Linked DNA regions of Mus musculus: region 1 is linked to region 2. A link is a contact called in public HiChIP or PLAC-seq data. All regions are on one chromosome and are shown on one strand. The core of a region is the stretch at or near the end of the contact, and the rest is flanking DNA. Distances in the headings are between cores, read along the strand shown. Region 1 overlaps Exoc2 (exocyst complex component 2). Region 2 overlaps Dusp22 (dual specificity phosphatase 22).

The links. HiChIP or PLAC-seq counts read pairs in DNA pulled down with a chosen protein or histone mark.
Region 1: a contact with region 2 is called in a BATF HiChIP or PLAC-seq map of CD8 T cells, with 5 read pairs. The contact joins two enhancer-like sites. A contact is called at or near these places in 1 of 15 datasets of contacts at CTCF or cohesin (large pre-B cells) and 1 of 115 datasets of contacts at active chromatin or transcription factors (CD8 T cells).

The regions. Positions count from the first base shown.
Region 1 is chr13:30,874,016-30,878,798 of GRCm38.p6, reverse strand. Exoc2 (exocyst complex component 2) reads left to right here. Exons shown (of 28, transcript NM_025588.2): 14 at 1,186-1,251; 15 at 1,399-1,556; 16 at 1,947-2,068; 17 at 3,479-3,540. Among named protein-coding and RNA genes, the nearest start is that of Hus1b, 71 kb to the left of the region's middle. Within about 2 kb of position 2,753, at least 5 of the 459 cell types and tissues checked have an H3K27ac peak or open chromatin away from gene starts, as enhancers often do. A contact at or near this core is called in CD8 T cells, where this site is marked.
Region 2 is chr13:30,688,989-30,693,805 of GRCm38.p6, reverse strand. The region is part of intron 3 of Dusp22 (dual specificity phosphatase 22); the gene reads right to left. Among named protein-coding and RNA genes, the nearest start is that of Dusp22, 31 kb to the right of the region's middle. Within about 2 kb of position 1,780, at least 45 of the 459 cell types and tissues checked have an H3K27ac peak or open chromatin away from gene starts, as enhancers often do. A contact at or near this core is called in CD8 T cells, where this site is marked.

The DNA of each region.
Region 1 (4,783 bases), core at 1,504-4,003, 180 kb before region 2:
GTGAACTCAGGAGTTAGCTTTTTAAGTGATTATGATATAAACTTTTAACTTATATTTTTAAGTTTCAAAGTAAAAGTATATTTGTACAAAGAAGAATGATGAAAGCTTCACAGCTTAACATGAAATCTTAAGTCATGTAAGTTAAGGGTATGTGCTAGGTATATATTTGGTACTGGTTCTTAATCAGCAGAGTAGCCTAACCCTTCTTGTACTCATTCATGTCAATGATGCCCAGCTCCATAGCTCTAGTATGTGTGCTATATATGCACATATAGAAAGCATGACTTATATTCTCACATTGACTTCACGGGAATATTGTAATTATTTATGCGTCTCTTAACTTGAAAGGTCTTTGACATGTCTTTACACTTAGTCAACAGTACCTGAAAACTTTAAACTTAACAGATACATTTTGTGTTATGTTAATGAAGTATTAGAGTTTGTTCTACAGTACTTAATTTTGTTTTGCTTCTCTATCTGAAAAGGTCATAAGCTTGTCCTTTTAGGCCATTTTTATATAGTAGTATTTGGTTGTCAGAACATTTGTTAGTAAGAAACTAGCAGAAGTCCAGTTGAATAGATTCCTCTTAACTATGAAAACAGTCTCCTGTACATTACATTAAATAAAGAAAAACATAGACTTTATGAGTAAATAGAAATAAATAATTCTAAAATGATAGAATGTATTCACTCCTAAGATACACTGCGAAGAAAACAGTGATTTATAAATAAAAATAAAGGGACAGATGTAGTGCTTGTGTTTTTGATAAATATTTACCAATTTCCTTTGGCACAGATGTTGTGTGCTCTCCATTAGCTCAGCGTTTACTCTCCCTTTGTTGCTTTGCCAGACAGTGAGATGTGATGGGAAGAGTGCCGTCCTGGGCACGACGCACCATGTGGTTCAGTTGCAAGTTGAGCATTGATGGGAAATGGCACACCTAATTCACCTACGAAATTTGTAGTCTCAGCTTGGTTCTTGAGTGTGTGCCTCGATTTGTAGCAGAGCTTAGAAAGACGAAGGCTAACTCGTTTTGGAATAAGAAAGGTTTTGTTTCTGGTTATGTCTTAACATTCATTTAATCAGGTTAAGTCTCATGTCTTCCTGTATGGATGCTAAAGCATTTCTTAACTTTTCTAAGTTATTTCTAAAAGATAGCTAATTTTTTTTTGTCAATTTCTTAGACGGCTGAGAAGTCAGGCCAGAGTGAAAGATCAAAGAATGTGAGGCAGAGACAAAACGATTTCAAGGTGAGTGAAGGGTGAGAATGCTGACTTCTCAGAGCACTCTCTCTCCTGGCGTTATTGAAGACTTTACAGTCAAGATACTGTCTTATCATTTAGAACAAACTCTACCAGGTTGATGACCATAATGCAGTTTTGCTTTTCATTTTCTAGAAAATGATTCAAGAAGTAATGCACTCCCTGGTGAAGCTGATCCGGGGAGCCCTGCTTCCACTCAGCCTCCGAGAAGGGGATGGGAGGCAGTATGGCGGCTGGGAGGTGCAGGCAGAGCTTTCGGGGCAGTGGCTCGCACACGTTATCCAGACCATAAGGCAAGTGTGGGCACGTGGGAGCCATGCTCATGGAAAGGGCTCAGTGGGTTTACATGCATTTGTTTGCTGTAGTGGTTTTTAAAACAGTCAACACCCCAGAGTAAGATATGCTACTTAACATGTCATTGAGGAATTTATCTTCTGCCTCTCTGTCCTGAGGCTCCTATTTCTCACTTATCTAGCCAAGCAGTTCTTCAGCATGTCTGGTATATGTGCTGGATGAGAGTGTCATACTGTCTGTGCACCCATCTGCTGCAGAGACCCTGTACTGTTCCTGCTGCGCTCATGCTGTCACTCCTGAGCTCCGTGAGGCATACACACAGGACAGTCCAGGCAAGGCAGGGCTGCTCGGATCCCCCTTTTCTCACTTGTGTTTTATCTGTTTGCCAGGCTAACATATGAATCACTGACCGCCCTGGAGATTCCCAATGACATGTTACAGATTATCCAGGACCTAATTTTGGATCTCCGAATACGTTGCATAATGGTGACATTGCAGCATACGGCCGAAGGTATCTTAGTTTTACTGGACAAAGTTACCTGAGCTGGCTTCTTTCCAGCTTCCAAAGCCTTGAAAATGAGAGAAAAATAGTGTTAGATAAATTTGCACCTATTTATTCATTTATAGCTGTAGAATAGAATTTTTTCTTTTTTTTAAGTATCTTTTCAAAACAATTTAAGATTTAAGGCATTGCAGAAGTGAAGGTAGATATACTTGAAACTAAGAATATAAGAATACCTTTATAATAAATTTTAAATAGAAACTGCTGGATATAGAAATTTATGTAAAATATGGTCCCAGGTTAAAAACATGTGGATATTTTCTAAGTTGATTTTAAAAGTCACATGAAATCAGAACACCGTTAGCAGTGTTTCTATGAATATTAGAAATTATACATGCTTTTCTTTATATTTCCAGAATTTTCTATATAGAGCCACTGACTTAGTTGGGGTGCTCTTGCTATGAGGAAACACTGTGACCATGGCACTTCTTATAAAGGAAAACATTTCATTGGGTCTGCCTTACAGTTCAGAGGTTTAGTCCATTATCATCATTGTAGGAAGCATGGCAGCATGCGGGTAGACATGGTGCTGGAGAAGAAGCCGAGATTTCTACTTCTTGATCTGTAGGCAGCAGGAGGTGAACTGAGCTGCTAGGCTTAGTTTGAGCATATGAGACCTCAGAGCTGGTACCCAGTAACCCACTTCCTCCAACAGAACCACACCTACTCCAACAAGGCCACATCTCCCAATAGTGCCACTCTCTCTGAGCCTATGGGGGGCATTTTCTTTCAAACCACTACATCCTCCAAAAGTTATTTTTTATAAGTGACCTTTAAAGTATTAAGTGTTTAAAAAAAACAAGAACTTTGTTATAAACAGCATAGGCTGGTATCGTCTGCCACCAGGGTTCTAAGTGGGGAAGGCCTTGCACTGTAGAATTGGAAGTTAAAACATGTGTCAAAGGAGAGAATGGAATGCAGGTAAGAAGCTAAACATGCCTCCCACCTGCACCTACACAAGCCTGCCCTGCTGAAAGTTTAGGTAGGTGTCACTCCACGTGAGAGGTAGCCACCATTCAGGATCCAGAGGGAGGGCTCAACACTGACGCTAAGCCACTCAGAGCAGAGACCCTGGAGGGCTCGTTTTGCACAAGTCTAGCACTGCTGCAAAGAGTACCGAGTAAGCAGTCACTGTTGTGAGCAGCTTTTCTCCTGGTAGTGCATTGCATGAACATTTTGTTAGAATATGTGAGAAAAGCATAACTAAATCCTCAGATATACCAATATTGAGTTTTATCTCTGTTTTCATAAACATATGTAAAATACTAAAAGCTACAAACCTATAGATGTTTTTGTCTCTGTTGAAGTTCAGTGAGATAATTATACTAGAAAATATTTGTGTCCTTGTTTTCCATGTAGAGATAAAGAGATTAGCTGAAAAAGAAGACTGGGTTGTTGATAATGAAGGACTGACTTCCCTAGTAAGTTGGATTTCTTTTTTATTAGTCATTAGTGTTTATTATATAGAATAAATGTTTTATGTTAATAAGGGTCATACTTATTTTACACTATACTCTAGTTTCTAGAAATTATAAAGTAATCTTAAAGTATCCTTTCCTGGAGTCAGTTTTACTGACTGCTGATCACAGCCATCTAAGTGAGTGAAAGCGGGGGCTTGTTCACAGGCGCATGGCCTGTAGCACTTCTTCAGTCTACATTGCTTTTTTATTAGAGCGGGCTTATTTCCACACCACTTAGCAACTTACGGGCTTCAGAAAGTCAATGTTGGGGACAGAAGAATGATGTTTGCCCCCAAAGCTCAAAACCAAGCAAGACAAGAAGCACAAGCTGACATGTCTAGTCTAGAAACATCCTCTGTAGGAGGGGGTTGAGAATTACAAGAGCCTTTGAGAATAGGTCTTATAATTTTTCATGTTCTCTTGCCTGTTTGAAGGGTGCTCCTAGCAGTCTGATGGGGACCTAGTCACTACTGAAACACAGGACACAGGACAGGGGTTGCCTTTTCCCCTCACACTGGCCAGACAGCTCATCATGCGGCCAGCCAGGGTCACTGTCTGCCTTTGTGACTCTCTGCTCAGGTCTCTGTGTGGCTCTCCTGGTGGTTCTATTGGACTTACTCCTCTCAAGAAGAAAATACAGCAATCTCTGAGCTGCCATAGCCACTGTCTTAAGAGGCTGCTGGCTAGAGGGTGTCCCCGCGCCCCAGGAACAATGCTGCACAGCAGCCTATGTGGCTTCTGCCAGTGTCCTTCATGTCCTCCTTTGCAAGGGAGAGAAAATAAATTGTGGGGAGTGAAACTTCCAGTTTCTGCCAAGAACAGAGTGGCTTTGCCCCACAAGTTTTAAGCCATTGGTAAGCCAGGGGCAAGAGACCATACAGCATCATCTTTCCTGCCACCCTGCATAGGCTCCAGGTAGACTGACTGACTTTAGAGGTACATATAATATTTAGCTCGTCACTCTCTGAGATGTATGAAAGACTATGAAACATTTTTATATTCATTAGATGTTGAAGTAATTTAAATATTTTAGTTTCATTTTTGTTGCTGTGTTAAAATACTCTAACCAAAAGTAGCTTAGGGAAAGAAAGGGATTTTTTTGCCTACAGGTCCAGGCCACAGTTCGTCCTTGAGGGAAGTGAGGGAAAGGACTCCAGGCTGTTCCACACAACATTGCCTTCAGTCAAGGAACTCACTTCACAGC
Region 2 (4,817 bases), core at 531-3,030:
AAAAGGCTAAGTGGACTCCTCTAAGCCAACACAGAAATGCCTACCTCTCCATCATGCTGCTGGCTGCTGGCAGAATCTGAAGTCAGCCCAGTCTGTATACTGGGAAGATAGATCAAGACAGAAAACACAGAGGATGGACACAGGTTAGGCCATATCGCATTTTTGCCTGCTAAGAGCATAAAGCCTTGACCACTTGTTAGCAGGGAAACTGGGAATCACTGTGTTTCCTTTAGGCTATACAAGACAGTGCCACATTTATTTGTGTGCTACCTGATGCACAGAGGCAAAGAAGCTTGGGCCCACGAAGTAGAACCAGCCCGGTGTGCAGGAGGCTCTACCAGCCATAGAAAACGGGTAGAAGGTATTCTCCCTTCTTTGAGACACAGGCTTAGGAAGTAAACTGTGGCCATTCTAGGGCCCTTGCCCCCACAGTGGAGACGGGCATGCGGCACCTTCAGTTTCTTACTCCTGCAACTTGTAAAAAGGAATGTGTGCCTCTCTGTTACATTTGGGTGCTGTGTGCAGTTAAACCAAAACAGAGAAAAAGACAAGACAATGCAGCATCAGAGATTATATAACCGCAAGACCACTTCACTTCCTGGAATGATCCTGGCCCATGGCTGGCACTGTTCAAAGTCCAAGAGCTGCAGACAGGTGTTAATCAACTCCATAGGGTCACAGTGTGAGATTGGTCTAGGGTGTGTGTGTGTGTGTGTGTGTGTGTGTGTGTGTGTGCTGTTAAGTACCACTGGGAAAGGAAGACAGCTGGTTTTTAGGCCATGCAAAGGGCATGATGTCTACATATGCTCTAGTGACACTCAAACCACTTCACTATGACCTACAATAAGAAATATGCAAATCAAGTCATTGAAGGAGTCAAAACTGTCAAAAAGGCTTAGCTGTTCGCCCCCCCAAAGCATCTATTTATCGTGACTTAGTCATTAACAAAGCACAGATATCTTTGAGGCTACAGAAGGCAGAACTAAGCTACCTAAAAAGGGCGTCAGATGTCTCACATGTGCACAGCTTTTAACAGTTAGTTACTAATTCAGAAAGCAGCACTGAGACCCCTGTGCCACCAGAAAGCTGGGCTGACTTAAATCAGCCTGTTCTAATGAGTAGAACGGACATTTCCTATCTATGAACTATACAAGGGGATAGTTCTTTGGCGAGCTTTGCAGAGTGAAGGATGAAGGGTGTGTGTGTGATGTTTTTAGTTACATTGTGTAAAGGATAGCAGGAAAGGAGGTTAAAATAAAGAACTTAGAGAAATCCAACTGAAAATCTACAAGTAGTAAAAATAGAAACAATGTTTCCAGTAGTATATATAGCAATTGCTATATATTTTCTGCTTCGTGTTCTCTACATTTTGAAACACATAAAAAACAAAATTGTTTTTCTTATTCCTTGAGATAAAATTCTTACAAAATATAGAAGAACAAAAATGAGTACTTTCTATGGTGTTTCAGAACACCAGGCTTCTGGGAAGCCAGTTAGCATCTATGGAGTTATTAAATATCAAGTCAAAACTTTTCAAACCACAGAACAGTTTCATGTTGCACTAAAGCAGGAAAACTGGCTCAGTTAGTGGTCCACTAGCGCTTTAAAAGTCACAGTTTCTATGGGACACTTCTTTGTCCTCTGTGGCCTCCTGAGGGGCCACCATAACCAGGAAACAGCAGCCATAGTGATGAGTTTGGCAGCAGAGTCAAGAAGCAAGGGGATGTGTAAACACTGTGCCCACAGTGTGGGGATGACACGCTCCACCGTCACCACTCCAAGACCCACATGGTGCAAACGCTAGAAAACACAAGGCAGAAGCACAGGACTTACAAGGGATCGGCCTGCCCTGAGAAGCTAGCTTCCTGCTGAAATTCGTGTGTTTAGGTTTTGAAATTACGTCAATAGACAACACTGGGTCAAGAAGAAAGTTAGAAAGAAATTACATATCACTGGGAGAGAAGAAAGTTCAGAAAGCTTACCAGAGGCTTGATCTGAACAAACCAGAACTGCCGAGGTCTCAAAAGTTCCACCATTTTTCAGTTTTCTGTTTCTGCAAGTATAACCACTAAAAGGCAGGGGTTTGCCTTTCTTTGGACTGAAACTAAAGATGACAGTTCAAATGCTATGCACATAGGCAGAGCCAAGCTTCTGATTACAAAACCAGGAAAGAGGCCAAACTCTTGCTTGTTTCAAGTGCAATTTCTAAAACTAGCCCCAACCCCAGACATAGCAAGAGTCTCTGAGAATCCAGGTGACCTGCCGTGCACAAGATCCAGCTGTGCACAACCATTCTTTCTCACAAGGAAGCAAGGGTGAAGCATGTATGAACAGAACTCTACAGCAACATGGCTGGACTCTGGGGGCATTATAGCCTGTACATACAATCTTCCTTACACACAGGAGCTAAAGATGTTCTTCTCATACAGGTGGCCTAGTAGATATTAGAACCTGGGCAGGCTCAGGGAGGGAGGCATGTGGATTAGCCATGGCAAAGAGGATGATGTCAGAGACAACTATTCCAGAATGTGGCTGGGACACACGGGTGGCAACAGCAGAGAATGGAGGCTACATATGTGCTCTGATTTAATCACTGCACACTGTACAATACCTGTGATAAAATATGTACAAATGCCACATATCTTAAAAAAAAACCAATTGCATCTTTATAGAAATACTAAAAACTAATGAAAGAGTATAAATTCTGGATGGGAATAGAAATCCACATGATGGAAAAATTATTTTAGCTGCCAAAAAAGATGCCACGATTAGATGTGAGCACCCGAGATAGGATAGGCTAACCAAGGGGCTTCCTCCTACAGTCATGGCATCTCTTTGACAACAAGCCCATTCATATTTCCAGAGGCCTGCTAAGCAGGTCTTCCCAGATCTAAACTTGCAAGGCCTAATGACACAAGGACAGACTAAACCTGAAACCCTACTAAGAACTAACTTCACCAGGCCCCAACCACCGGGTCTCCACTCCAAGAATGAAAAAATTAAAATTAAAAGCAAAATTAGAATTTGGACTGAGCTCATTTGCTCAGAACCTAGACCACGACTTTATGCACTGCTACAAAACTCACAGCGTCAGCCATGTGCCTGGCACATGCTTTTGACCTCAGTACTTGGGAGGCAGAACCAGAAGGATCAGAGTTCAAGTCCATTTTCAGCTACGCAGTCAGTAAGAGGCTAGCCTGAGCTACATGAGACCCTGTCTCAAAACAGAAACAATCAAAACTCCAAAACCACACAGCATATTTTATTGGTGAAGACAACACTGAGGCAGGCAAGGAAATCGGTTAGTAACCTGGGACCCAGCTTGGTTTGGGTTATACACACTCCCACTCTAGTAATGTACCAGGCAGCCTAGATCCTTTTTCCGTGTGTACTATGCACACATAACCCTCTCTGAATAAAGCACCTAGCAACATTAGATCCATGCCTGCACTGGACTACCTGTACAACTCTCTCTAAGAAAATAGGATAAACTTCTTTACCCTCAGCAAATCAAATTTAGACAGTTTCTATTCAAGTGTATCCCAATGCACCTAATATGAAGAATAGACAATCTGTTTCAGTTTGAGCTGGTTTGGGGTATATTCACAGTAAAGCAACTGTGCATGCTCAAGGAATCTTTCAGGGAAAATCCCCTACTTACTATCCTATGCCTATGCATAATTGGATATGCACAGAATTAAAATCTGATGCACTGTGGGAACATACGCAGTAGAAAAATTATTAGGTAATCTATCACTCAAAATAGAGAACAACTCAAACAACTAGTAACCAAAGGTTTTCTTCTCTTGAGTCCATGAAGGGAAGCTCTGAACAATAAATGGGGCCTAGAATATCTTTCTTTACCCGTGGCCGCTGCTCTCTGGCAGTGTATCCTGATCTTTTCTACTGTTTTGCTCTGAATACTTTCCTTGCTACTTTGGCGCATCTGTGTCAGCACTCACCTTCAGTTCTCTGGCTTAAAAGCCAAGAGCCTGGAAACACCCAACACCCACACTGACCACCGGTACTCGTTCCTTCTATGGTAAAGTAAATATGCATAATGCAAATCTACTTTCTTACATTTATTTTCCTTTTTTTTTTTTGGGGGGGGGAAAAACTAGAGACTGAGCCCAGGCCTTGCACGAGCTAGACAAATGCTCTACCACCACCACATCCGGGTTCCCAGCCCTCCTTCCATTTTCTATTTTGACATATGCTCCTACAAAGTTGCCAAGACTGGCCTTGAACTTGCATCCTCTCCTCAGCCTCCTGAGTAGCTGTAGTAACAGGCCTGTGCCACCAGGCTTGATTTGTTTGTTTGTTTGAAGTGGAGATTCTCTGTGCTACGAAGGCTGGTCTTGAACTTATAAATCCTCATCTAATCTTTTCAATACCCATGACTACATAGATAGCCACCGTACCAGGTACCATTCTGACCTTTCCTAAGTGAACACGTCCATAGTTGTAAATCATCGCCATCATCCATATCTAGAACTTACTCTTCCGCCCAGATCAGATCCTGTGCCCACACTAACTCTTTTCCTTCCCTATTCATTACCCGTGGAGATGACCATTCTCATCTCTGTCCCTGTACTTCTGTATCTCATTAAAAAAAAAAAAACCCTAAAGGAAGTAAACTTTGAAAAACTAGATTTTTAGAGGTCACAGACCCAAGAGATGACAACTGTTGACTTGAAACTTCCTTGAGATGCACATTCCAGATGAGACTGTGTTGGTCTCCCTCACAAGGCCATCTTTGCAAGGGTGTCTAGTCCAGAGTTGATGGAGACTAATATCTCTATTGTGTATGTGTGCGG